Linked DNA regions of Sus scrofa: all the other regions are linked to region 2. A link is a contact called in public HiChIP or PLAC-seq data. All regions are on one chromosome and are shown on one strand. Each heading gives the region's core, a stretch centred on a gene start, on an enhancer-like site or on the middle of the called end of the contact. The rest is flanking DNA. Distances are from core to core; before and after follow the strand shown. Region 1 has its middle 140 kb from the start of BCL6. Region 2 overlaps LPP (lipoma-preferred partner). Region 3 has its middle 120 kb from the start of LPP. Region 4 has its middle 100 kb from the start of BCL6. Region 5 overlaps LPP (lipoma-preferred partner). Region 6 has its middle 140 kb from the start of LPP. Region 7 has its middle 190 kb from the start of LPP.

Region 1 (3,505 bases), core at 319-2,818, 450 kb after region 2:
TAGTTTCACTTCGATATTTTAAAATCTCATTTAACTATCATAAAAATCTTGTAATTTAGGCCATATAATTATGCCCCCCACCCAAGTTTTACAAATTATGACATTGATATTCTGGGAGGTTAAGTGCCTTACCTGAGGTCTCCTAGTAGATAATTGGCAGAGCTGGGATCTGGAGCCAGGTTACTACCCCAAAGCTACCCATTTCCATCCTACCGAGTGATGTCCTAAATTGCCAAAAGATCTTGTGCAATCATCCATGTCCCGTCCCCCACTCTGGCCTTCGATTCTACATCTGCAAAGTGAGAGGAATTAAATTATGCCTGGCATCCCATCCAGGTCCCAGTGTCTCTGATTAAAAGCGTATGTTCAGGAATGGACCCTGCTTGCTGCCGGGATCCTTGTGCATCTTGAAGCCCAGGCCCAAGGGGCTGGAGCCTGGAGCTGCGCCCAAACACAGCCTGGCTTGGCGTTCAGCACTCTATCTGGCTGCCAAAAGGCCAGAATTCTCTAGAGAATATGAGTCCAATCTGGCCAACTTCTGATGGCCTTAAGTTATCCTCTGACCTCGAACTTCTGATTATCTGAAGTTTATTAAAAAAAAAAAAAGGGCTTAGGAATAGACATTATATCTCTCTGGAGACCCGCTTCCTTTCTTCCTTTAATTACATTCGTTCAACAACAGGGAATGGGAACTAGGCGTCAAGCAGCGTGTCTGTAATCTTTGCTTCTGCTTTTTTTGCAAGTCACATCAAAAGCAGGATTACCAAAAATGTTCCCGGAGTTCCTGTCGTGGCTTAGTGGTAATGAACCCAACTAGTATACATTGAGGACACCGGTTCAATCCCTGGCCTTGAAAAGTGGTTAAAGATCCAGCATTGCCATGAGCTGTGGTGTAGGTCTCAAATGTGTCTCGGATTCTGCGTTGCTGTGGCTGTGGCCAGGCCAGCAGCTGTAGCTCCAATTTGACCCCTAGCTTGGGAACTTCCATATGCTGCGGATGCAGCCCTAAAAAGACAAAAAAAAAAAAAAAGGAGATTCCTTGGCAGGAGGGTTTGTGAAGCCATGTGGCTTCCTCTTGAGAAAGAAAGGAAGACCTAGGTTACATGCATCTTTAAAGTATGAAGATGTGAAATCTATCACATTTGCTAATAACAATGTCTGATATTCAGAGCTGGTCCACTTCAATTACTTTTCTTTTAAATTTTTTCCCCTTTTTGGCTGTGCCTGTGGCATACATAAATTCCTGAGCCAGGGACTGAACCCAAGCCACAGCAGTGACAAAGCCAAATCCTTAACTGCTAGATCACTAGGGAACTCCCAATCGCTTTTAAAAACAGCTTCTTTACTGTCTTGCAAAGGAAATAGGTGAGGAAAATGCTTTCTGTATCTGGCTCCAAGATCAATTGTAAGGCTCAAAGGTAACATTAGATTTAAAGCACAATTCTTTTTCTTCTGCATGATTCCTTCCCCATTTTTGATGGGATGTGAAATGACTCAACGTCACTCAGGAAGCACATTTCTGAGCCATGCTGCAGAGAGTCTTTCTGCATCTTGACCCAGTGTTGCTTCTCCTAGGTCAAGCACCTTGCTTTGGATCTCAGCCATCATCTGGTTTCATTCTGTAGAGACTCAGGTGAAAGATCCTCCTGCCCCCAGGAAAAGGGCCTTTCTCTGCCACTATCCCAGGGCTCTGCATAAGCTGAGGCTGAGGGCCACTCTCTTCTAGCCTCTCTGCCTTCTAAGTTAAGGAGCTGGTTTTGGTTTCATTTCTACTAGAGTGAGGAAAAAAAAGGAGCTGATTTGATCCTTGCTCCACTCCCAGGGCAGAGATCGCTCAGACTTCTCTCCCACAGCCCTCTGTGTGCTGCCAACAGTCCCACAGGCATAAAGAAGAGGGCAATTGCGAGAGTCTGGGGACAGCAGTTTCACAATTCACCACAAGGCTCCAGGGCAGCTTGGAAGAGATGGTTGTAGCCATGTGGGGCAGTAGGTAGAATGCTGGCCTAGACTCCAGTTACTACTCTGCCACTGAAGCACTGTGTGACCTTAGGCACGTTACTGAACCTCTGTAGGCCTCTTTTTCCTCAAGTGTCAAACTAGGAAATCAGATGCTTTATAGAGTAGAAAATTTTCAGATTTGAAAAGTACTTTGGGTATCATCTAGCTCATCCTGTTTAGTTTGTACACTTGGAAACTGAGGACTAGAGAAGGGGAGTAACTTACTAATGACAGGTAAATAACAGGGTAATTTCTAGAAGACAAGACTTCATGTTGCAGTGCTGCTTTGTCTTCTGGATAATTTCCAAGGTTCTCCCCAGCTCCATGAGTCTATACTTTAAAGGCACAGTCCCTTATCAGCTCTGGCTGTCGTCTTTGGGCTTGGTATTGTGTTGGTCACCGCGTGCTTCCTTTGGAACTCTTGGTGACACTGCTTCTGTCCAGATACTTTCCCCATTACAGGATTCTTCAATTTCGTGTAAGGCTGGGCAAATGATCTGCTTAGCCACACCTCTGGCAGTCCTGTTGTAATGCTTATAATGGTCTAGGCTCATTTCAGACAGAAAATTCAGACAGGGTGTTGGGCAAGAGCAGGGTCAGCTTGGTGACTTGGCCTCGTGTATAGACAGAGACATTGCAGTAACTGCCAAGAGACCTATGTCCAGCTTGGCCCCTGAGTCACTTAGTGACCTTGAACAAGCCACATTTCCCTTCCAAGCCTCAATATCTCCATATTTAAAACTTGTTGATTGAAGTAGATAATTCCTAAGGTACCTTCCAGCTCTGCTATTCCATAGCAGAAACTTGCCCAAACTTTTAATTCCTTAGGGGATCTTGCTTAGAAACTAAGAGAATGATCTTCATCACAGGAAGTCTGAGAATGCTTGCAGGATAATAAAATAAGTATTAGGCAAAAAAATAAGAATTTTATGTAGCCCTTTGCTTTTGGATCATATTTTCTAATGTCTATATCAAATAATTGCGTCATAACCATGTTTCAATTTTCATATGAAGAGAGGAAGAAGGAGAAATAGAAGTAACAATTGCTATAGAAATTAGCCAAGCTTTATCAAAATACGATCTCATTTGGTAGGACATAACTGGATCCTCAGCTTCATAGATGTAGATTCTGCCTTCAGCACTCATATCTACCAGGGAGCTCCAGCATAGAGATAAGGGAGCCAAATACAAAGGATGAGATTTTAAAGCCTGTATAAAGGACAGAGGGGAGAGAGATCACTTACTGTTTAGGGGTATCAGAAAAGTCTTCATGGAAACATTTGCATTTGATTTTGGCTTGGGGAAATAAATAGTCAATGAGAAGCACGAGGAGGCCAATCAGAGGAAATACTATGAACAAAGGCAGAAGCAGGGAAAGCATGTGAAGTCTGGTGACCCGTGAATTGGTAGTTTGTTTGGCTAGGGCACAAAACTGTGATATTATTAGTCAGAAAGAAGACTAATTGAATTCATGTGTTATACCTCCCTGGCTAACACATAAGTTATG
Region 2 (3,578 bases), core at 670-3,169:
CCTATTGTACAGCACAGGGAACTATACCCAATCTCTCAGAATAGAACATGATGGAAGATAATATGAGAAAAAAAAATGTGTGTATATATATATATGTGTGTGTGTGTGTAAGTGGGTCACTTTGCTGTACAGCATAATTTGGCACAACACTGTAAATCAACTATAATTAAAAAATAAATTTTTTAAATAAAAGAATTTAAAACAGAAATATAAGGACTTATAAATTTACCCACTAGCAATCTTACAAACCCTTGTAAATGACAACCACTATTAGTATTTCATCAGTCTTCTCAGGTTTACATGAGAAGTTCAGAAAATGAACACAATTTTCATAATCATTATCATAGTTTGAAGAAGTCCAATAAAAATGCACATTGCTTTTCTGATGTGAGCACAGGCCCACAACCATTGGTGTGAGAATCATTTTCAGAAACCAAAAACAGCTTTCCTAAAATCTCAGCACCACTTCAGCCCCACCTTCCAACCCACATCTCATTAAAAAACAAAGCCATTTCTTTCATGCCTCATAATTAATGATAAAGTGAGTCAACTATACAAACAAAACACCAACAATAATTTACTGTGAACATTGTTGCATTTGTACTGCACTTATATATCTACTCTCTCATTTGATGTTTTTCATGAGCTTCTGCAGCAGGAAGAAATGGAATAATTGTTTTAGAGATGAAGAGATTCAACTCTACAAGATGTGATTTGCCCCAAAACACACAGCTCATAAGAAGTAATGACAAGATGTGAATTCAGGATTCTCGAGATTCTCCAACTAAACTTGTGTTCACTTATTCAACATTGTCTCTCTTATCTGAAGTGTTTAATCAAGCACAAGAAGTTGATAATGGAGCCCTAGGGAAGTTATCTAATTGGATAGAGCCTCAGATGGGTTCTCTTAAAACATAAAAGAAGGAAAGAGAAAGAGAGAGAGAGAGAAAGGAAGAAATAAACCACTTCGGGTAAAGATAGTTAAATTTCCTGGAAAACAGGGGTCTTGAACTGTCCTTTAAAGATGTATTAATCAAAGCAAGCCCACAAACTGACAATTTCAGAATCATTTCGGAGCTTGTTAGAAATATAAATTTTTCCACACTGTGTTCTCAGGCCTCCAGGACAATAACCTCTGAGGCACAGACTGCCCAGGTGATTCCAATGCATAGAAAGTTTGAAAAGTGTTGCTTGAAAGTAAAAGTCAGACCTGAGTAAATAACAAGACGGTTACAGGTAGGCTAAAAAGGGGGAAGGGGGGAAGGGCGTTGGGGAGGGGGGACAACATGAAAAATTAGGAGGCCTAGAATCCAGAAAATTCAAGAAATGTCAGCAAAAAAAGGTTCAGAACACTGGGCTGGGAAGGTAGTATCCTGTGAAGGACAGGGTCCGAATAAACCTGGGGTGAAATCTTGAACTAGAGAAAGCTGAATGCAAGCAGAGCAGTCTCTAGAACCACTCAGGCCCAAAGTTTAAATCTTGAGAGAAAGTATGTAGACCTAAGCAACAAAAGCATCATGTGATGCAGGACAAGAGGTCCCTCAGGGTTTAGAAGGTCTTCAGAAGAGAACCTCTTTTACAACCTGGAGAAACACAAGTTCACCAGACAGACAAGGATGGAAAGAACCATGGCAAAGGGCCAAGGTGTAAAACAAGATCTATTTAGCACCAGTGAGGCACCCTTGATTCAGTGTCCTCATCTGTACAAGAAGAGATTAATGATCCTAACCCAGTTGAACTATTGAGAAGATTAAATAAAACAGTTCTACACAATGACTCCAAATGTGATGTCCGGCACAGAGTGGACACTCAACACAGTACACTGACTTTCTTTCTCTTCCAGGCCACTGCAGTTCGTGAGAGTGAGCTAGGCATTGGGTCCTCTCTCGGGCTGGTTGGTAAGTGACTGATTTGGAGGATGTTTTCTCATAAAAGTTCACAGGGCAGCCTGCTGGGGGAGGTCCCGTGGTTATGAAGCATCACACTCAGCCACATTCCATTTTAAGACCTACAGCTCCTTCACTTCCTGCTTCTCACTCTTACTTTTTTCAGAGGGGCTGCAGGTTCTCAAGGTTATCTTGAGCACAGCTTTCTTTCTAAATGACACATAACCACTTCTACAGGCAAAAGTGCTCTGTGTAACTTCTTCTTTCAGAATGGGACTCTGGGCTGCCTGAAAATGGATCTAGGTCCATTCCCAGATGATCTCTTGGAAAGCAGACATGAATCAGTCCAGCAGGTTGGCTGGAGGTCTCCAAGAGTCTGTCTACAGGGGGATATTAACTAGGGTTGCTCAAAGGGAAAAACCAAGTTCCAGAGTCAATTGAAAGCAAGCTGACCGCTGTCCCACAGGGTTTCCTGAAAGATTTAGCAAGCTAATGTACTTTGTCAGTACCTAAGAGGGCGCCAGAGTATGCCGCATTCTCCAGGCTTACAGGGACCAATTTTAAGAGTGGTATCTCCTTGGACTACTATTTACTGACCATGCAGGAGAAAACAATACGTCAGCGCATGATATAGATAAGGCAGGGATCATCCGTTTGCTTAGAGTCCATTCCCAGAAAGATTAAGAAGGTGGCAGCATTTTTGTTATGCTTCTTCACCTTCCCATTCATTATCTATACTCACCGCATCCTCCTCTTCCTCCACAAGCCCTTTCCCTTCCCCATTACTCTGTGCACGCTGTTTTACAAAGAATCTGCTAATTCGATAAACTAATGCCTTCTTTTTCAACACTTTGCACATCGGTGCCTCTATTATGTTATTCATTCCATTTGCTTAGGAAGCATCCCCTTTATCAAAATCCTATTAATTCAAGGCCAACCCAAATGTCACTTCCCCCAAGAAGCCTTCCTTAATCCCCTGCCCTCCACACCAGTTGGAAGTAATCGTTCTTTGCTCCTCACTGAACTTTCTCAGCAAGTTTCCACTTTCTACCTTAAATGATAGTTATCTGTGTGCTGTCTCACCTTCACCAGTTGGTTCACCCCTTTCCTAATACTTTCACACCTGTCATCTTGGTTCATCCCTACAACATGCTGGGAGGAAGAACAGGCAGGTATAATTATACTCATAGTATGGAGTAAATGTAGCTTAGTGGTTAGAAGTGGAGTTGCTAGAGACAGACTATCTGAGTTCAAGTCCTAGATAAACTCTCTGGTTCTCAATTTTTCATCTGTGAAATGGCAGTAATAGCAATACCTTCCTCAGAGGGGGATTATGGGGATTAAGTGAGTTAATGAGGCAAAGTACTCACACCTAACTAAATATGCATTTTTCTAAATCTTTTTAGGGCCGCACGGTGGCATATGGAAGTTCCCAGGCTAGGGGTCGAACTGGAGCTGTAGCTGCTGGTCTATGCCACAGCCATAGCAATGACAGATCCAAGCCACATCTGTGACCTACACCACAGCTGAAATGCCAGATTGATTAACCACTGAGCTAGGCCAGGGATCAAACCCGCATCCTATGGATCCTAGTTGGATTCATTACTACTGAGCCACGATGGGAACTCCTCAATATGCATTTAGTAAGGGTTCCAGGGGAGTTTAGAAGTGGCCAGGTCAGAATTTTCCAGA
Region 3 (3,682 bases), core at 346-2,845, 310 kb after region 2:
TTTAGGGCTGCACTTTCAGCATATGGAAGTTCCCAGGTTAGGGGGTCAAATTGGAGCTGCAGCTGCTGGTTTCCACCACAGCCACAGCAACGCCAGATCGTAGCCATATCTTCAACCTATACCACAGCTCATGGCAATGCCAGATCCTTAACCCACTGAAGGAGGCCAGGAATTAAACCCACATCCTCATGGATACCGTTTAGGTTTGTAACCCATTGAACCGCAACGGTAACTCCCCCCATTCTCATTATTTCTGATTCTCAACTTTGTTCCATTGACCTCTATGTCTTGTTTTCTTCAGTGATCACTGTCTTTTTTATTTTGCTATATAATGATTTTAATTTTTTTTCCATTATAGCTGGTTTACAGTGTTCTGTCAATTTTCTATCGTACAGCATGGTGACCCAGTTTCACTTACATGTACATGTACTTTTTTCTCACATTATAAATGCTCCATCATAAGTGACCAGACATAGTTCCAGTGCTACACAGCCAAAATAATGCCTTTTGCAGCAACATGGATGGAACTAGACACTCTGACACTGAGTGAAGTAAGTCAGAAACAGAAAGACAAATACCATATGATATCACTTACATCTGGAATCTAATGTATAGCACAAATGAACCTTTCCACAGAAAAGAAAATCATGGACTTGGAGAATAGACTTGTGACTGCCAAGGGGGAGGGGGAGGGAGCGGGATGGATGGGGTGCTTGGGTTTAATAGATGCAGACTATTGCCTTTGGAATGGATTAGCAATGTGATCACTATCTTGATTACTATAGCTTAGTAGTAAATTTTGAAATCGAGACCTGTGAGTTCTCCAACTTTGCTGTTGTTCAAGATCATTTGGCAATTCTGAGTCCCTTGTGTTTCCATCTGATTACTATGATCAACCGCCAATTTCTACAAAAAACAGCTAGGATTTTGACAAGAGATTGCACTATATCTCTAGATTATTCGGGGGAGTGTTGACACAATATTCCATCTTTGATTCATGAACATGGGATGTATTACCATTTATTTAGATCTTTAGTTTCTTTTAACAATGTGTTTTAGTTTTCGATAAAGAAAACAAATTTTGTATTCCTTTTGTTAAATTTATTCCTAAGGATTTTATTCTTTTTAATATTATTCTAAATGGGGTTATTTTCCTAATTTCATTTTTAGATTTTTCATTACTAGTGTCTAAAAATATAATTGGTTTTTATATATAGATTTTGTATCCTGCAACTTTACTGAACTTGTTATTAGTTTTAAAAGTATTTTGGTGGGAGTTCCTGCTACAGTGCAGGTTAGGAATCCAACTACAGTGGCTTGGGCAGCTGTGGAGATGTGGGTTTGATCCTTGGCCTGGTGCAGTGGGTTAAAGATCCAGTGTGGCCACAGCTGTGGCACAGGTTGCAGCTGCAGTGTGGATTCAATCCCTGGCCCAGGAACTTCCATATGTCATGGCTGAGGCCATAAAAGCAATAAATAAATAAATAAAATTATTTTTTGTGGATTACATAGGTTTTCTTATATACAAGATTATGTCATGTGCAGTTAGAAGTAGTTTTACTTCTTCCTTCTCAATCTGGGAGTGTATTTTTTTTTTTTTTTTCTTGCCTAATTGCCCTGGCTAAAATCTCTAGTGCAATACTGACCACATGTACTGACTGGATGTTCTTGTCTTGTTAAACATCTTAGGAAGACAGCTTTCAGTCTTTGACCAGTAAGTTTAATGTTAGCTAGGGTTTTCATAGATGTCCTTTATCAGACTGAGGAAGATTCCTTCTATTTCTAACTTGTTGAGTGTTTTCCTTTTTTTAAAAAAAAAATCGTGACAAGGTGTTGGATTTTGTTAAATACTTTTTCTGTGTATGCTGAGATGGTCATTTTTTGCTTTTTATTCTATTAATAGGATGCTTTGATTTTCATATGTTGAGCCAACTGTCAATCCTTGGGATAAATATCCCTTGGTGATGGTGTATAATCCTTTTTATGTATTGCTAGAGTCCCTCTTTCTCTTATATCTTCCATATTTTTTCTATTGATTTCTTTCCTTTAGCTGATAAACATACTCAAACTTCTTTCTTAATAACAGAGAACAAAACAAACTTACCTCATGGATGCTATATCCCCAAGCTGCTGCCTTATCTTTCTTCTTCCATTTTTATTCACGTTTTGGAAACGCCTGTCCTCTGTTTTGGCTTAATACTGATTTGTAACAATCATAGGGAAACTGCTTTCATTAAAATCACAAAGGGCTTTCTAGGAGTTCCCTCATGGTGCAGGAGGTTAAGTATCTGGCTTTGTCACTGCAGTGACTTGGGGCGATACTGGGTGGGTTTGATCCCTGGCCCAGAAATTTCCACATGCCATGGGTGTGGCCAGAAAACCCCAAATGATCAAAAAGGACTTCCTAATTACCAAAATCCATGAACACTTTTCAGCCTTTATTTTTTTAGACTTACATATCACTCTACAGTTTCTCTGCTTCCTTCCTCTTTGAAACTTTCAAATCCCAGGCTTCCTTCCTTCTCTCTCTCTTCTATCCTTCCTCTCTCTCTCTCTCTCTCTTTCTCTCTCTCTCTCTCTCTTTCTTTCTTTCCTTTTTCTTCTTCCTTCCTTCCTTCATTTTTCCTTTCTTTTTGATTATAGCTTCCTGCTCTCATTTGTGGGCACTTTTCCCCATGCTTATAAAATAATGGTGTTCCTTAAGTATCTGTCTTTAGTGCATTTCTCTTCTCACTTTCTAACTTGTCTGGGAAACCTTATAAACACTCTCACTTCTATTATCATTTGTATGCTGATGAGGCCTGAATTGTTACCTTTTCTCAGACCTAGACAGGTATATTCAAACACCTTCTGGACCCTACCACTTCTTCAAAGTCCCACAGGATTATAAAATATAAGATGTCAAAACAAAACTTTGAAAAAAACAAAAAACAACAAACAAACAAACAAACAAAACAAAACTTTGAAGCCTTCTTATGCTGCCTAACCTGGCCTTCCTCTAACTTGTGGCAAACCTCTGGAAAATTTAAACAGCTTCCTAGATGAGGTGAGAATTGCCCTTGTTTACCAAGGCATATTGGTAGTCCTGCCTTTTCATTGGTGACAGATGCTGTTGTGTAGCAGAAAGAGAGAATTCAACATTTTACCCTGCTTTTAGAGAGCTTTCAGTATTAAGTATGAAACAGAAACAGACAGAGCTGATGATATTACAAGGTAGGTTAAGAATAGTTTGAGAGAAAAAAGAGAGAAAATAATAATAGAAAATTAAAGGAGAATGAGCTGGGTTCTGCCTGGGAAGTTAGCAGAATGGCAGACCTCTTGAACAGGGTGACTTTTGAATTGGGAAAGGAAGGTGAGTGGAACTTAGATGCAGCAGAGGGGTTAAGAATTGGCTGAGCTATCGTGGGGTATAAAGCCAGGATGTGCAGGAGGGAGTGTGTGGTTTGAAGTGTTTGGTGGGAGACTAGAGAAAAGTAGCAGGTGTCCAGCTGAGCGCCAGAATTTGAAATGTTTTAAATACCACCATGGAGAATTTGATATTTTATTCTTTAGACAGGAGAGACTCATTGAATCTGTTAAGCAGAGTAGTGTCGGGGTCTGAGCCATATTTTAGGAGTACTCAGAGTGCTATGCATCTAAAGTTTATATGCATTTAAACTATTATATATATAGTGGATAAACA
Region 4 (3,819 bases), core at 674-3,173, 480 kb after region 2:
AAGTCTCTGCCAAGACTCCTTGGGCTCTACCCCCAACCTGTTCTGCCCGCTCTTTCCAAAGTGCAGGCAACAATGTGGACATAGTCAGGGATACTCACCATATGCCCACTCTCCCTAGAATCAGCCTAGATCTCATAAGGGACCCATCGGACACTCAGATGTAAGATTTACCATCAAGAACCCTTTGAAGAGATAAGATATATATGCTCTAAGGATATGGCTGAAAGTCTGTGGTTCTACTAAAAGTTCAGAAGAGATGGATAACATCATGGGCCCTATGCTGGGCCTAGAAGGAAGCAGAGAGGAGTACAAAAAAAATTTCATTTGGAGGCATTCATTTTTTCACCATTTAGTCAATAAGCATCTGCCCCATCACAGGCTCTGAGCTAGGAGCCAGGCGTATAGAGGAATTAGATGGTATCCCGGTTCTTCAGAAGATCACAACCCCCAGGGGAGACACTCATGTGAAGATCATCATCCTGTGGTGCAATGCTCAGTAACACAGAGAAATTGACAGAGCTATGTTCAGGCAATGGCCAGATCTGCCTGGGAAAGGAAAAAGGTCTGACAGAAAAGGAAACCTCCCTCCACACCAAAGGGATCTGGAGTGTTTTGTGAAGATCAGATGAGCAAAATGGGGAGGTAGCCGGGGTAGAGTGCTTGTTTTAACCACGAGACCTGGGTTTTCGCCTGACTCTGCTGCTTCCCAGCTGAGTGATTGGGATCATGTTCCTCAAAGTCTCTGGGCTCCAGTTTTGTCACAAGCAAAATGAGGATCATAATACTTCCACAGGAATGGCTGGGAGGTTGAAGGAGAAAGGTGATAAAGGGGCAAGTAAAAGAATTTACCGTCATCATCACCATCATCATCATCACATAGGAAAGCACTTTGGAAATTCTCCATCCTGGTATAAATGAGCAAAGTTATTGGGGTGATGACTTAACTATTACCATGACTACCTTCCCTTGCCCACCAGGATCTTCCTTACATCTGGAAACAGAAGGACCTGTCTATGAATGAGCAGGATTCACTCTTGCCACCTACCACATCTTTTTCCTTCGGGCAAATCTTACTCTGTAAGGCCTCAGAATGTTAATTTTGCATCTGTAAGTCCTCCTGAGCATGATTATTAGCATTTTTTTTCCTTTAAGGAAATTAAATTATGTAGAGTCCACTAAACCGAAGGATATTTAAAGAGAGTTGGCCATATGCCCAGGGTTCACCTAGTCACCCAGGCATTACTGAACAGGCCATTTATTTCATAATTTCTCACAAGAAACTGTGGCAATGGCCAGAGATGACATAGGTGACAGATGAGTCAAGGAGAGAGGGTGACTCAGAGGCAACTATCTTAGCAACCTCCCCTCCGTCCCCCCACCGCAACACAACTGGCAGCCTTGAATATGCTAGCTTCCATAGAGATTTATACTTTTGTTTGGATATTGCTTTAAGGATATCAAAGGATCTGTATTCCTGGAAGCCTCCTTCCTTGTTTCTTCCCTGAGGCCCTTCAGACCATGCTCCAATTCATTCCTTTGTAATGAGAAGAATGCACATTCCTTGGGAATTTATTCTATGCCAAAAATCATACACTGTCTTTTACATTCATTGTTTTATTTACTCCTCACCACTGCCACCCAGGTGTGATGGTTAACCTCAACTTACAGATGAGGAAACTGTGGTGTAAAGAGAGCAAGTGGCTGGCCAAGGTGAGTCCAGGAATATCCGATAGGACTAGCCATACATAGGTAGTTCAACTCCAGAGCCCCTGCTGATGGCCATTCTGATATTCTACCTTTAGGTAGGAAAGGCTGGAGCTCCATGTCACAACAAAAATCTCAGTCACTTCTGCTCTGAGTCAATGCTGAGGATTGCCTTAGGATTGGCTTCTCAGAAAGCGAGAACTGTGGAAGAGAGGAAATTAGCTGAAGGGTGTTCTAGGCAGTCTTCTTCCTGTGCAGGCAGCCAGAGAAAGCCTGGCTCTGGGAACATGTCCTACAGAGCTCCTGCTGGCGGGTAGAGGAAGTTTACCTTAGTAAGGAAGAGAGAACATCTCTGAAAGAGGAAGAGCCAAGTTTAATGACTCTCCTTCAGACTCTGTCTCCCTGATTGCCTGTGCAAGATTTTTTTTTTTCCCTTGAGAAAATGTGATCAAGTTTATCACCTCAATCACAGCTCTGATCTTGTCTCACACTAAGAACCTCCAATAATGGTTTTTCACAGTCCTAATCAGCAGTCTCCAAACTTTCTGAGTATGGAGCCCCACCCATTAAAAGATTTATAATTTGTGTGCTCAAATGGATTCATAATACGTGTGTCTGCATGTGTGTCAAACCATGCCAGTGTATTATGCACATTATAAAAATAAATGAAAAATATAAATTATAAAGGAGATAAATGTGGAATAAAAAATACTTTAAAAGTCCTGCTAATCCTATAACATCATATTATCTTTTCTATCATCCCAAGACGTAATCAACACTCTACGAGGGGTTTATCATTAATCACAGGAGTGTAAACCCATATTTCAAGCATTCTTTCTGAGAATTTTGAGTTTTTTTTTTCTTTTTGCCTACTGCTTGTTATATGTGATTAGATCATCATTGGCTTTAACCCCTGAAATGTAGCCAGTGGGAAGCCAAGAAGAGGAGAAAACATCAGCTCTATCATTGTTTTGTTGTTGGCTTGTAATTGTTACAAGAATTATTCTCACTCCATGAGTTCTGTGCAGGAATCTTATAAAAGCACTTGTCCATTTAGTGAGAATTTATTTCATAAAATCGAGGTAAATCTTCCATAAATCCAAGAAAGTAGCTGAAGGAGAATGGAAGTATGGGGAGCTCATGGACCCTCTAGGGGCTGAGCATCACTACCCCTCCCTCAGAATAACCTTAGCTGGAGATGGACTCATTTTCCTTGGGATCCAACATGGGTCCCCTAGTCCATCTATGTAGGCAATAATAGGAACTTTACCTTCTTTTATGTAAATAAAACTAAATATAAATGAAGATCCCAGTTTGATTTGCACACCCTCCTGGGAGCATGCACTCCTCTTTGGGAACCTTTATCTACCCAAATGAGAGTCCTTAGCCTTCCAAGACTGGTGACCTACTTCTTCAGCCATATCTCCAACTGTTGCTAACCCCACACATTCCCATGGTCACCCACATACTGCCCTGTACAAACACAAAGGGCTGGACATCTTTCTCTGAAAACTTTCTTCCCATGAGCCTTTGCTCCAAATGTTCCCCCTGCTTGGAACATCCTTGCTTTCCACTGTGATCTTTTGAAATTTTACTCGTCCACAGAGGCTCACCTTAGCCTCCACCTTCTGTGGGAAATAATAATATCAACTCACATTTACTGACTTACTACATGTCAGACACTGCATTATCTCACTTAATCTTCACAAAAATTCCAGGAGACAGGTACTAGTATGAGAAAGCTGAGGAATAGAGAACTGCCCAAAGCCACAAAGCTAAGAAATGGGGAAAGCAGGAACCAAACCCAGGGAGCCAAAACCCACACATGCTAACCCTTTATGTGTATTTTAATTTAATTTTACTAGTTGGAACAGGCAAAGCCTACCCTGAACCCTCTCCCTCTTCCTACTAGTGGGGAGCAGAAGTTGCTCCCTGCTCAAGTTTCCAAAGCAGCTTGTTTGTACATACCATGTAGTACTTCACTGTTCCATAGGTTGCTATTATGTGTGGACATCTCTCAAATGCCCAAGCATGCTGTGACCTCTTTAGATAAGGGACCACATTTAATACTTCATAGCATAGAGCAGGGACAAAGTAAATGTGTTCATTGAGTAG
Region 5 (3,778 bases), core at 98-2,597, 370 kb before region 2:
CAACAATCTGATGACGTAGGTCCTCTCATTATCTTCATCATAGCTAAAGAAATGGCAGCCTGCAGATTAGGTAACTTGCCCAAGACCACAGAGTTAACTATTGAAGCTGCAATTAGGGGCCAGGCAGTCCAGCCTTAAAGCCCACTTAACCTGTCCTCTAACTTTAGAATTCCAAAATCCTTAAAAAACATCCGGCCTGACAGGAAACTTGCACAAACCTTACAACATCCCTAATAGGAATATTAGTATCTGTTTTGGCTAAAGCAAGATTTCGAGTTAATTTTTACACATAGACATTTTCATAATCTGGCTATTAATTTTTAATCTATTCTTCTATATTTAAAATTTGTTTCATGATGGATCTGTTAACAGGAAAAACAATGTTTACTAGTACTAGTAACTGCTACTGTGGTGATTTTTGACATATGATTAAAATGTGCTCTTTGGTAACTCTCATGGGAACTTCTGTTTCCCTCAGTCTCCACTTAAAGTTGAAAAAACTTTAAATTTGCCCAGTTGCTTTTAGTTTTATTGCTGGGAAATCTCCAAACATATTCTGGTTATTTAAGAGCAACCCTAACACTGGGTTTTCCTGAATTGTATTTCAAATCCACAGTCTTCTCCTTATAATAGTAACAAGTGCACCTTATATTTAACGTTGCCTTATAATAGTAAATGTGTTTTCCCATCTGATACTGCCAAAAGCGCAGAATGAAAATTATAACATTAGTTCTTTTAAATTTCTAATAGATGAAAACTGAGTAATCCTGCAAGTTCACATAAAACTTCGTTTCCATGTTCTCATTTGAATCTTAACAATAACTAAAAGCCACGTAAGACAATTATCCTCTTTTAGAAAATGTGTTAACCTAGGAATAACCTTGTGCATGACTTGAGAGGTAGATAATGGAGAAGTTGGAAATCAAGTTCAGTTCATTTGACCCCATGTCTAGAGATCTTTGAACTGGACCACATTTCCTGTATGCATGGTGCTGGACCCAGAGATGATGATCTTCTTGCTTGATACTATGTCCCAGGGAAGCCAATCAGTCTTCCTGGGTTTTGATTTTTCTACTTGGTGCTGAAATGCCCATAACATATTTTAGGACTTTTAAAAGTCCTAAAATGTAAGAGCATGTGAAAACTTAGAAAACATCCCGTCTAATTTCTTTTAGAGAGGAAAACACAAAGGCTCAGATAGAGGCAGTGCCTTGATTAAGATCCTACAGGAAGCTAACAGCAGAAATGACACCTCAATTAAGGCCTTTAAGCTCTCAGTACAGCACACTTTCAGCTGCACAAAAGCATTCTCCACTTTCTACTTCAAATATTAGTTTCATTCCACTAGTAGGCGCTGTTGCCTGAGCATAAAGAATTTCTCCCTCCACATAAGGTAACGTTTCATTGTAAATGGAAGTATTGTGTGGGAATCTGCAGCCCACATAGATGACTCCTACATGATTCCAGAGCAAGGATAACTCCATTATCCTTCGAACCAGCACAACCACTCTGTTTCTGTCTGAAACACCTGGTATACTTTGGATTTGTACATCTGTATGTTCTAAAAATGGAAAATATGGCAGCAGGATGTAGAGTACTAGGTTTTGCAGAAGAATCTTGGGATCGGTGAAGGCCAGGCTCTGGTTTCTGTTTGACCATAGCTGGTCTGAACTGATTTGTTTTGTAAACTGGAGTTACATTCAATATTCATTTGCAGGTTTGTTAATAATAATAAATAACATATTATTATTCTTTTAAAGAATAAAAAAACACTTGAGTGGAATAAGTAGCAGATTTGTGGTGAGAAAAATTGGATTCTAGTCCTAGTTCTACCAGTGTGTGTGTGTGTGTGTGTGTGTGTGTGTGTGTGTGTGTGTGTGTTAGAGAAAATTTGGGCAAGCAATGAGGTGACTCAAAGTGTTACTGGGGAGCAACTAGGTTACTCAAAGTGTTACATATATTTTATATAAATAAAATTATAAACAACAATAAATGTAAGGAATTCCATAAGATATATCACTGTAAAATAAATTTCTATGAATATTAATACAAATAATGTGCACAACTGAGTAGAAAATATTTATGTATCTGGAGCTTGAATCCAGAGATCACATTCTAAGGAATTCCTATGCAAAAGTCACAAGATGGAATGCGGTACTGGATGTGAGTGGATAGATTTTGAGGATCTAAGCTTCTTGGCAATGCTGGCAGTGCCATTTATCTTCTCAGTAGAGTGGGCAGATGGATGCCATGAATATTTGACACATGATGCTACATCAGGGCTCAGAAGGAGACCCAGGCATGGAGTCTTAGACCTCAGGCCATCTTCGCCCTTGCGTGTCTGTAAAATGCTCATTGCTAAACTGCAGTCAGCATGGATTCCATCTCTGGCACTTGCATAGCAACACAGCTCTCTGAGTGCTGAAGTGACATCGTGGGAACAGTTATTAATAACTGTATGTATGCACACAGTATGTGGAAATATGCAAGTTTGAAAGTGATTAGCGCATTACTTTTAAGTAATATTTCCCACCAGGACTATGCTCCTGGAAAAATTCCTCTCTCAAAAATCTTGCACAATTGTCTGCTATCACTTACCAGAATGTTTGGGATAAAAAAAAAATGGTGTCAATTTTAAGGAAACACACTTCTCAATTTTCTTTGTTAACATCTGAATAAAACATGAGAAGGTTCCTACTTTTTCCCTCTCCCCTTTCATTCAGAGAGTAAGTCTCTCCACAGTCTTGCTTTGTGTGAGAGAGGAAAGTCACCCTTCTTTGCAACCTCCAGAATAGCACGATCACTGGGTTTACAGATAGAAAAGTTTAGATTCCATTCTAATAAACTCTACTATTATCATTTCAGAAGTATAGTGGAATGTTTAATAAATAAAAAAAAAAACAGCAAGGAATTACATTTCTACTTGTAGATACTAATAGTTCTGTGAGATCATGAGAGAGCAGCACAAAAAAGGCACAGAAAGTCCTAAAGGAAGTATTTAGTTGGGATTGAAGGAACCCTTTCTGGACCATATGAGAGTTTAAGAAAAAAATGGAACATTTCCTTAATGTGCCCAGGCTGGGCATATACTCTATCTCCTGCTACAAAATGAATACACTGAATCAAGTAGCAAGTATTTTTTAAGCACCTTTCCAGTCTTTAACTTTTCATTCTAAGATAAATTTTATAATATGAATATACAAATTGAAGTTAGATTAAGTCTGCCTGAAGGTAAGGAGAATAAACTCAATGGTAATTTCTGTACACTTTTCAAGACCCTAAATCTGTTGAAAAACTATAAACATTATGAAGTAAAAGAAACAAGAAAACCAAGGCAATAGGCAGGTTTTATTTATGACAGAGTATTTCTGGGTGATTCCTTTTGTAATGATATGGTTTCCATTTTTAGATTATCGTATTTGGTAAACATTTAATTTTTACAGGATGACTAATACCAAATGCCTAATATCTAGTGAGATAAGTCAAGGGCTCTCCCATCCTAAGACTTATAGGGAGCTCCCAGAAACCAAGTAAATCCACAGAAACTGCACAAAAGCAGATAAGCTCAATAATGTGTTCTTGCATCAGCTCCTGCTATGTGCTTTTATTTGTAGTTCTGTCTTGGGCAAGAGATACCACACAAGGGGAGCGCAAAGTTGAAGGTCTTTAGCAAAAATTTGGACTGTAAACACAGCTTGGCATTATCAGCATTCTGTTAAGTTCAAAGAAGAGATAGTTACAACAAATACAGCTTGCTTTATTTCTGAAACAAAACTGT
Region 6 (4,026 bases), core at 791-3,290, 340 kb after region 2:
CAGCAGCACTGGCTCATGTTTTACTCCATCATGTTTGGCTGATGGCAAGTGCCAAACTTCAGTTCACACGCATGCCAGGAAGGTACTGCCTCAGAGTGTTGGCACTTGCTGTTTTTTTTGCTGACATTCCCCCAGCCTGAACATCATTTGTCCCCGTGGCTTAATTGTTTACCTCCTCAGGTCTTGACTCAAACATCACGTTTCAATGAGATGGTCACCGAACAACATAGGTAAAATCATATCACAGCCCCCCCAATGCTTCTTAACCTTCATTTTCTTTATTTTTCAAGGCATGTATAACTCTCTAACATACTCTGTATTTTACTTTTATCTCAGTCTCTGTCCGAGTGCCTCAATTAGAATGGAAGCTTTAGGAAGGCAGGACTTTTGTCCATTTTGGTCACTATTGAATGTGCCTAGAAGAGAGCGTGGCATGTAGTGGGCAGTCCATAATGCATCATGGGGATGAGGGAGTGAATGAAATTCTTCTGGTGCTAGGAAGACATCTGTATATATAATATATATATTAAATTAAATACAGGATTGGGAGTTCCTGTGGTGGCACAGCAAAAAAGAATCCAACTAGGAATCATGAGGTTGCGGGTTTGATCCCTGGCCTTGCTCAGTGGGTTAAGAATCCAGTGTTGTTATAAGCTGTAGTGTAGGCTGCAGACACGGCTCAGATGTGGTGTTGCTGTGGCTCTGGCGTAGGCTGGTGGCTACAGCTCCGATTGGACCCCTAGCCTGGGAACCTCTATATGCCGCAATGTGGCGCTAAAAGGACAAAAGACACACACACAAAAATTAAAATAAAATAAAAAAAATAAATTAAGTATAGTATTAATTAATTTAATACTTGTAAAATATATTTAAAATGAACAGTTAATTGATATAATTAATTAAAAGTCTGTGATCTTGAAAAGAACCTTGAATTGACAGAGAAAGACAAATACAGTATGATATCACTTATATGTGGAATCTAAAAAATAAAACAAACGAGTGAATATAACAAAAAAGAATCAGATTCACAGATACAGAGAACAAACTAGTGGTTACCAGTGGCGAGAGGGGTCAGGGGGAGGAAATTAAGAAGTACAAACTATTAGATATAAAATAAGTTACACAGATATATATCGTACAACATGGGGGAATATAGCCAATGTTTATAATAACTATAAATGGAGCATAGCCTTAAATTTTTTTAAAAAAGAAACTCTGAATGGAGTTTGAGGAGTTGGTATCAATTCTGGCATCTTTAAAACAGATCTGCCGGGGAAGAAGCATTCCATCTCCCTGCCTGCGCATCTGCCCTTGTGAAATAGGTATAATGTCCCCTTTGCACCTTATAGGATTATCACGAGAGTCAAACAAAATATTGCACAGGGGTGTGTAAAAACTAAAAGGCAAATCGCACACACACTCAAACCCCAGCAGGAATAAAATACTGTTATATTAATGTTTAGTTATCACATAATGAAAGAATTTGAACGTGATCTTCCTTAACCAACAGTGATAGAAACTCATAACATGACAAGAGAGCTGGGTGTCCTGTAGGACTTAATTTTCATGTGCTACCGTGAGGCTGTCTGAGGAACTTATCTTATGAAACCCGAGTGTTACTTGGGAGCTTATCAGGAGTGTTTCATGAGGGGAAAAGAGAACAGAGCCTAGCCGTGTCATGGAATATTCCTTCCTTTCTTCCATTGCCCCCAGCCCGGTGCTGTTGCCTTTCTTGCTGTGTATTATTGACAGAGGAAATGCTGATTCATGGGTCTGAGTTACAGGAAACCTTGTTTCCTGGTGAAGAAACAAGCCTGGTGGTGCTGCCAGCCTCCTTCTCCGCCAGTTTCTGCCACAGGCCCTTCTCCCGGGGCCTGACTGACAAGGGGTAGAGCCAACTCGAGCTTAACCAGTGAAGTCACTTTCCCTTGGAATTGAGTTTAACACTCTGTTTCTCCAGACCCTTCAGCTCTGACTCCATGATACCTTTCCAGCTGGGTTCCCTCCCCGCCCCTCTTGCATCCTGAGCTGCAGCCACACATGACCACTCCCAGTCCTTTGTGAATGTCTTATATTTTCCAGTCTCAATGCTTTGGCTCACGATGTGCCCCAGCCTGGAATGGCCCCTGACCCAGTGTCGGTTCATTGAAATCCTACCCATGCTGCAGTTCTGCTCAGCAGCTACCTGCTATGTGAAGCCTGCTGGGTTTCCTTCTCTTTGTTTTTCTTCTTTTTAGTAGGGCTATTTCCAAATATGCACATAAGTGGACAAGCTGTATGGTGAAATTCTGGGTGCCCATCGCCCAGCTTCAGCAATGACCTGATTTCTTTGAAATAACACTTGATCCCTCCTTTTTTTGAACTTGTCTAGTAGCTCTTATGTTCTGTGCTTAATCCATGCTTCTGAACTGAGTTTGAAGAAGGTGAATTGAAGGATTTAGAATGCTCTGTTTACCCACCTGCCACAATGGGGAACCTGAAGCCCAGAGGAGGGAGGGGAGTTGCTCAATGTCCTAAGACAGGGAGTGGCAAGCTGAGATCAGAGTCTTCTGAAGGGCCTCGCGGTCTAAGTGGAAGATGCGGATAGTATTCTCATCACAAGTACATGCTCCTGGATCTCAAGCACTGCAGGAGTTCAGGTTAAGTGATTAGTAAGTGTGTGTTGAATGAATATATTAATCTTCTATCCAATTGATTAATACGATGACCTCTTAGGCTTTGCACAGAGCAGCCCCCTGGTCCTCTCTGTGCTGTAATCTGATATTAACATGCCAAAGATATGCATTGGAGATATCTGACTTAAATGGAGAGAAAAGCCATGTAAATTCTAAAGAACACTAAGAGTTGGTGAAAAGTGTATGTTGATAAATATTTTAAAATAAGTTCTGGGAGTTCCCGTCGTGGCTCAGTGGTTAATGAACCCCACTAATATACATGAGGACTCGGGTCTGATCCCTGGCCTCACTCAGGTGGGTTAAGGATCTGGCGTTGCTGTGGCTGTGGTATAGGTTGGTAGCTGCAGCTCCAATTCGACCCCTAGCCTGGGAACCTCCATATGTTGTGGGTGTGGCCTTAAAAAGACAAAAATAAATAAAATAAGTTCCGAGGTATTATTACATGGATTAGAATTCTGTAGCGGAAGAGCTGAAATGATCCTGAGTTAATCTGCACTAGAAAGTAGGAGAGAAATGGCCCTGAATTTTTTTTCTTAAATTCTGTGGTTTGGAGTACTTGTGCATTTGGTAATTTGGGAGGAAGGCAAGAAGAAAAAGTGTGGAAAGAGAGGGCAAAAACTAAAGAGCTGGTGGGGAAATAATGGCAGTTCTTCATCTTGATCCAGATGAGGCTCAAATCTAGGTTTTGGAAGGACAGCAAGAGGTCATCTGGATGTCCAGTCTGAGACACCCTGACTTTACTATGTCAAAAGGGAAGGAAGGATCTGGCCATCAGACAAAAAGCTGTGGCTAGTGGGGTGGGCAATAGAAAGGTGTGTGGATTTTCCTCATAAAATGGAGCTAAAACACAATTTGAGATCCTTTCCTTGAAAAAAATCTTTTGACTCAGGTTCTTGCGCAAGGTCAGGTTTAATCAGTACGTCACCCCTGCCGTTCTTTGGTAGGGCAAAATGGCTCGGGGAGGAGAGATGTAGGGGCTCTGACTGGGCATCTTTCAGGCACTCCATCTGTACTCTCTCATTGGCCCATCAAACCGGTGGCAGTTACACCATCACCCAGGTCCCAGGGAGGGTCTGAGTTTCACCTGAGTGAAAGTCAGAAAGGGCCTCACTAAGGCCATGACATCTGCCATTACTAGAAGCACAGGAGCAGTAATCCGATGGCATTGGAGAGGTCACCCTGAGGCGAGAGGGGAAGATAAGGAGACCAAGAAGAATTATTAGAATCCTGGGTTCCTGCGTCACATTTCGGTGTGAGCCAGAGACCCAGATGGGGAGACCGTAAGCAGGAATTCTGAAATGGCACCCCTTCCCTACATTTGTCTCTCTCTGTTGGTGTCCCTGGGATGCTT
Region 7 (3,634 bases), core at 804-3,303, 390 kb after region 2:
CAGAGGAAAGACACTGGGCAGGAGCAGGGAGGAGGACAGGGCCTGAGCTTTGGAGATTAACAATCCCTCATGTAGGTCTAGCATTTATTCTTACAAAGCACTTTTGCATCCATTATCCAGTGAGATGGGCCAGGCAAGGGAAATCACCCACATTCTCCAGCTGAGAAAACTGAGAATCCAAGGTGAAGGGGACAAGGACACCCTAGTAGCCCGCAGTGCTGTATGTTCATTATAGGGTCCCCAAGGAGCCAGAGACGGGAACCAGGCCCCTTTGATCTGAACTTGAACTATCCCTCATCCCTTTCCACCCCTTTCTTCTCCTCCCTAGTCTTCCTCCTTCTCTGAGAGAAGAGGTACACTAAATACTTTAGTTATAGAAGATTTTTTACTTTTGATCCAAACTTTTTTCTGTGTTTCTTACTTGTTTAGTCATGAGAAGGCAAATCCTACCCCCAACTTCTCTTGAATGTGGTATTTAGCAGAGAACCACCAATGGATGTGTGTGACTGACTCTTTTCTGATGTGCAAAGCTCAACCTTGGGCTGAGGTGGGAGGTGGCAGGTAAGGGCAAGCTTCAATCCTGCCTGATTAAAGTTTGCACTGAGGCCGCAAGAGTAGTGTGGCTGATGCAGGTTGAGGAATGTCACAAGGGAGAGTTCACTGTGGGCTGGCGGTATCCAGGTATCCAGGGGAAACTTCTAGCAGGAGGTATCCCTTAATGAAGCAGCATCTTAAAGGGCAGGCCTGGGTTGAAGTGTGGGGAATGAGGTCCGGAGCAGCCAGAGGATTAAGGTCCAAAGTATGTGGGTTTTTTGTTTTTTGTTTTTTGTCTTTTGTCTATTTAGGGCTGTACCTGTGGCATATGGAGGTTCCCAGGCTAAGGGTTGAATCAGATCTGTTGCTGCTGGCCTATGCCACAGCCACAGCAATGTGGGATCTGAGCTGCACCTGTGACCTACACCCAGCTCATGGGAATGCTGGATCCTTAACCCACTGAGCAAGGCCAGGGATAAAACCCTCATCCTCATGGATATAGTCGAGTTCGTTAAGCACTGAGCCATGACGGGAACTCCAAGGCCCAAAGTTTTAAAAAGTGCAGAGGACATTGTAGGAAATTCAGTGAGACACGCCAGTCAGAAGCAGTGTAACTAATGTTGAAGGAACGCTTTTGAGTCCCACTGGGAAGGGCCTTTAAAGACCAGCCAAGTCACTGGAAGTTTATCCTGTAGGCAGGAGGAGTGTCTGAAGCTTTGTGAATGCAGGAGGTGTCGGAGAAAAATGGTGATCCAGGAAGCTCCTTTTAGCCAACTATGCAGGATGGAGAATAAGGAGAGTAGTTGGGAGAAGAAAGATCACAAGGAGCAAAGGACTCAGAGTCAGGAGGATGACTATGCTGCTCTCTTTGTAAATGTAGTCAGTCCTGCTCAGATACCTACATAACTATATAGGGTTGTCTCTGCTCTAACATAAACAGCTGCCTTGACAGCCCCTCTGGGAGGTCCTAGACACCACATTTGATGAGGTTAAAATGCTTTGTGCATGATACAGCTGCAGAACAAATGGGGGATAATGACCCAGAATGCGGTGGAAGCATGAGTCGGTTGGTGGCCCTGGGGTTGAGCAGTTGGGTGTTGAGTGAGAGGCAAGTCTCCATTTAGGGGGTATCTTCCCTCTGGAGGGATTTCCTTTTCCCTCCTTGGCATGTCCTGTGTCACCTGGTACAGACTGGGGGCTAGCAAAAGTTGGGGGCGTGTCGAGTTAGTTGTCAAGAGCTGAAGACCAAAAGTCCCCCGGGTCCCTAGTAACTTCCTCAAGGGAAAGAAGAAAAAATACACAGCCAGCTTTTCAATCGCAAGCTTGAAATAAAAATAAACCGTCAGGTTACTGTTTCGCAGAGTTGCCGAGTAATACTGGAGGGCAAGGAAGAGTCAGTTTGCACAAGGTGGTTGCTCAATGGAAAGGTCTTGCCAGCGGAGCTGTCCCGGAAGGTCCGAGCAGAAGTCAGCACGGCTGCTCTCGGAGCTGCTCATTGGAAGCCAGGCCTTGACCTCATAGAAAAGAGGGCTAGCACGAACGAGTGGGATGAAAAACTGCTGAAAAGTGACTGGGTTAGGAGGTGGGAGAGAACTTACTGGGCTTTCAGCCAGCCCTGGACTTCTAGTGGAAGCATTTCACAATCTCCTCCTTTCTCTGTGGGTTATGTCCTTGAATTGAACAGCCAGTGGGGGCTTCTTGGGTGAGTGGAAAGTGCACTGGACTGGGGGGGCCAGATCTCTGCATTCGGCTGTCCAGTGGTGTGACCCTCCCTCGCTGGGCCAGAGTTAGACTAACCTGCATGATCTCAGGGGCTCCCTTCAAATCTAGACTCCTGGGAGGTACAGGACTGGCCAGCCTGTCTCTTCAGATTGGAATTCAGAGGGGACAGCCACTGTGAGTGAACTGACCTACAGCCTAGAGCCGCTGAGTTCTGAGGCCAGGCTTTAGCTCTGGCCAAAATAGCAACACAGGGAAAGTTTCAAACGAGGTAAAGCTTGGGGCAGAAGAGTTTGCCTGCCGACCAAGGCTTGCAATTTGGATGAATCAGAAAGCTGGGATGACCTCTGAGTTCACCCACAGCAAGCTGTGGAGCTCCGTGTATCTAGGATTTCCCTAATCAATTCCATGTACGAGGGCAGCATCTTCCCTTTGAGCTTGGAAGAATATAAGCCAAAGATCATTTCTCTCCCACTCTCATTTGCCTTCCCCAAGTCTCAGAAAATAGGACCTCTTCCCTTCCCATTCTCCCACTTCCTGAGCAGATTGCCAGTGGTAAATGCAGCACTTTCTTTTTCCTACTCACTTCCCCTGTTCTTTCTGGTCACCAGGAATAGCACTAGTCCAGGCTTTGGGAAGTAGGATAATAGGGCATGAGGGCAAAGTTCACTGAGCTGTCCTATTGGTCCCTTTGGCTGCCCAGGCTGTGCTGTGTATCCACGTAGGCAGAATCCAAGGGTGAGTTGCTCTGTCTCAATTCTGGAGAGACCAGTTATTCCCAAGCAGCTCAGGCTCACCATCGACTTTCTTTGGCCCTCCATCCAGAGGAACACTGAATAAAAGAAATCTTTACGGTGTACCTGTGATTCATTTTTAGATGAGTCAAAGTATTCAGAGGTAGATCAGTTTCTGCTTCCAAGGAAGGAGACAGATTAAGTGGGAAAATCACGCTAAAACTATGCATAAGACGAGGATAGCCAGAGTACAGGGAGATTTCAAAAGAAGTAGAACTAGTTGTTGTTTGGGAGGTTACAGAAGGCTGTGTGGAAGGAAAGACTTAAGATAGACCAAATGCTGACAACATTATGATTATGGTTATTATGATAGCTAACTTTTGTTTCAGTTCTTACTATGTTCTAGGTACTGTGCTAAGCCCTTGTATATTATCTTAGTTTCCCTTCATGAAAGCCCTTCCTGTTTAGATAGCATCATTTTGTAGATGAAGAATATGAGGCTTAGAGAGGTTAAGTAACTTTCCCAAGGCCACCCAGCTGCTAAATGACTAGAGCCCATGGTTTTCCCAGAGGTATATGGTTAGGAGGTATTCCTAGTGGGAGATAAAGAATGACAGCTTGGAGGGAGAACACACAGCATAATTTGA

The links. HiChIP or PLAC-seq counts read pairs in DNA pulled down with a chosen protein or histone mark.
Region 1: an H3K27ac HiChIP or PLAC-seq map of alveolar macrophages shows a contact between it and region 2. The contact joins two enhancer-like sites. A contact is called at or near these places in 2 of 2 datasets of contacts at active chromatin or transcription factors (alveolar macrophages and skeletal muscle).
Region 3: a contact with region 2 is called in an H3K27ac HiChIP or PLAC-seq map of alveolar macrophages. The contact joins two enhancer-like sites. A contact is called at or near these places in 1 of 47 Hi-C or Micro-C datasets (skeletal muscle) and 2 of 2 datasets of contacts at active chromatin or transcription factors (alveolar macrophages and skeletal muscle).
Region 4: a contact with region 2 is called in an H3K27ac HiChIP or PLAC-seq map of alveolar macrophages. The contact joins two enhancer-like sites. A contact is called at or near these places in 2 of 2 datasets of contacts at active chromatin or transcription factors (alveolar macrophages and skeletal muscle).
Region 5: an H3K27ac HiChIP or PLAC-seq map of alveolar macrophages shows a contact between it and region 2. The contact joins two enhancer-like sites. A contact is called at or near these places in 3 of 47 Hi-C or Micro-C datasets (embryonic fibroblasts, fibroblasts and subcutaneous adipose tissue) and 2 of 2 datasets of contacts at active chromatin or transcription factors (alveolar macrophages and skeletal muscle).
Region 6: a contact with region 2 is called in an H3K27ac HiChIP or PLAC-seq map of alveolar macrophages. The contact joins two enhancer-like sites. A contact is called at or near these places in 2 of 2 datasets of contacts at active chromatin or transcription factors (alveolar macrophages and skeletal muscle).
Region 7: a contact with region 2 is called in an H3K27ac HiChIP or PLAC-seq map of alveolar macrophages. The contact joins two enhancer-like sites. A contact is called at or near these places in 1 of 47 Hi-C or Micro-C datasets (heart right ventricle) and 2 of 2 datasets of contacts at active chromatin or transcription factors (alveolar macrophages and skeletal muscle).

What each region holds. Positions count from the first base shown.
Region 1 is chr13:125,525,769-125,529,273 of Sscrofa11.1, reverse strand. No RefSeq gene overlaps it. Among named protein-coding and RNA genes, the nearest start is that of BCL6, 140 kb to the right of the region's middle. Within about 2 kb of position 1,568, at least 26 of the 83 cell types and tissues checked have an H3K27ac peak or open chromatin away from gene starts, as enhancers often do. A contact at or near this core is called in alveolar macrophages, where this site is marked.
Region 2 is chr13:125,975,567-125,979,144 of Sscrofa11.1, reverse strand. All of the region lies in intron 2 of LPP (lipoma-preferred partner), which reads right to left. Among named protein-coding and RNA genes, the nearest start is that of LPP, 190 kb to the right of the region's middle. Within about 2 kb of position 1,919, at least 14 of the 83 cell types and tissues checked have an H3K27ac peak or open chromatin away from gene starts, as enhancers often do. A contact at or near this core is called in alveolar macrophages, where this site is marked.
Region 3 is chr13:125,663,809-125,667,490 of Sscrofa11.1, reverse strand. No RefSeq gene overlaps it. Among named protein-coding and RNA genes, the nearest start is that of LPP, 120 kb to the left of the region's middle. Within about 2 kb of position 1,595, at least 2 of the 83 cell types and tissues checked have an H3K27ac peak or open chromatin away from gene starts, as enhancers often do. A contact at or near this core is called in alveolar macrophages, where this site is marked.
Region 4 is chr13:125,492,890-125,496,708 of Sscrofa11.1, reverse strand. No RefSeq gene overlaps it. Among named protein-coding and RNA genes, the nearest start is that of BCL6, 100 kb to the right of the region's middle. Within about 2 kb of position 1,923, at least 10 of the 83 cell types and tissues checked have an H3K27ac peak or open chromatin away from gene starts, as enhancers often do. A contact at or near this core is called in alveolar macrophages, where this site is marked.
Region 5 is chr13:126,345,615-126,349,392 of Sscrofa11.1, reverse strand. All of the region lies in intron 7 of LPP (lipoma-preferred partner), which reads right to left. Among named protein-coding and RNA genes, the nearest start is that of MIR28, 65 kb to the right of the region's middle. Within about 2 kb of position 1,347, at least 4 of the 83 cell types and tissues checked have an H3K27ac peak or open chromatin away from gene starts, as enhancers often do. A contact at or near this core is called in alveolar macrophages, where this site is marked.
Region 6 is chr13:125,639,210-125,643,235 of Sscrofa11.1, reverse strand. No RefSeq gene overlaps it. Among named protein-coding and RNA genes, the nearest start is that of LPP, 140 kb to the left of the region's middle. Within about 2 kb of position 2,040, at least 20 of the 83 cell types and tissues checked have an H3K27ac peak or open chromatin away from gene starts, as enhancers often do. A contact at or near this core is called in alveolar macrophages, where this site is marked.
Region 7 is chr13:125,586,025-125,589,658 of Sscrofa11.1, reverse strand. No RefSeq gene overlaps it. Among named protein-coding and RNA genes, the nearest start is that of LPP, 190 kb to the left of the region's middle. Within about 2 kb of position 2,053, at least 22 of the 83 cell types and tissues checked have an H3K27ac peak or open chromatin away from gene starts, as enhancers often do. A contact at or near this core is called in alveolar macrophages, where this site is marked.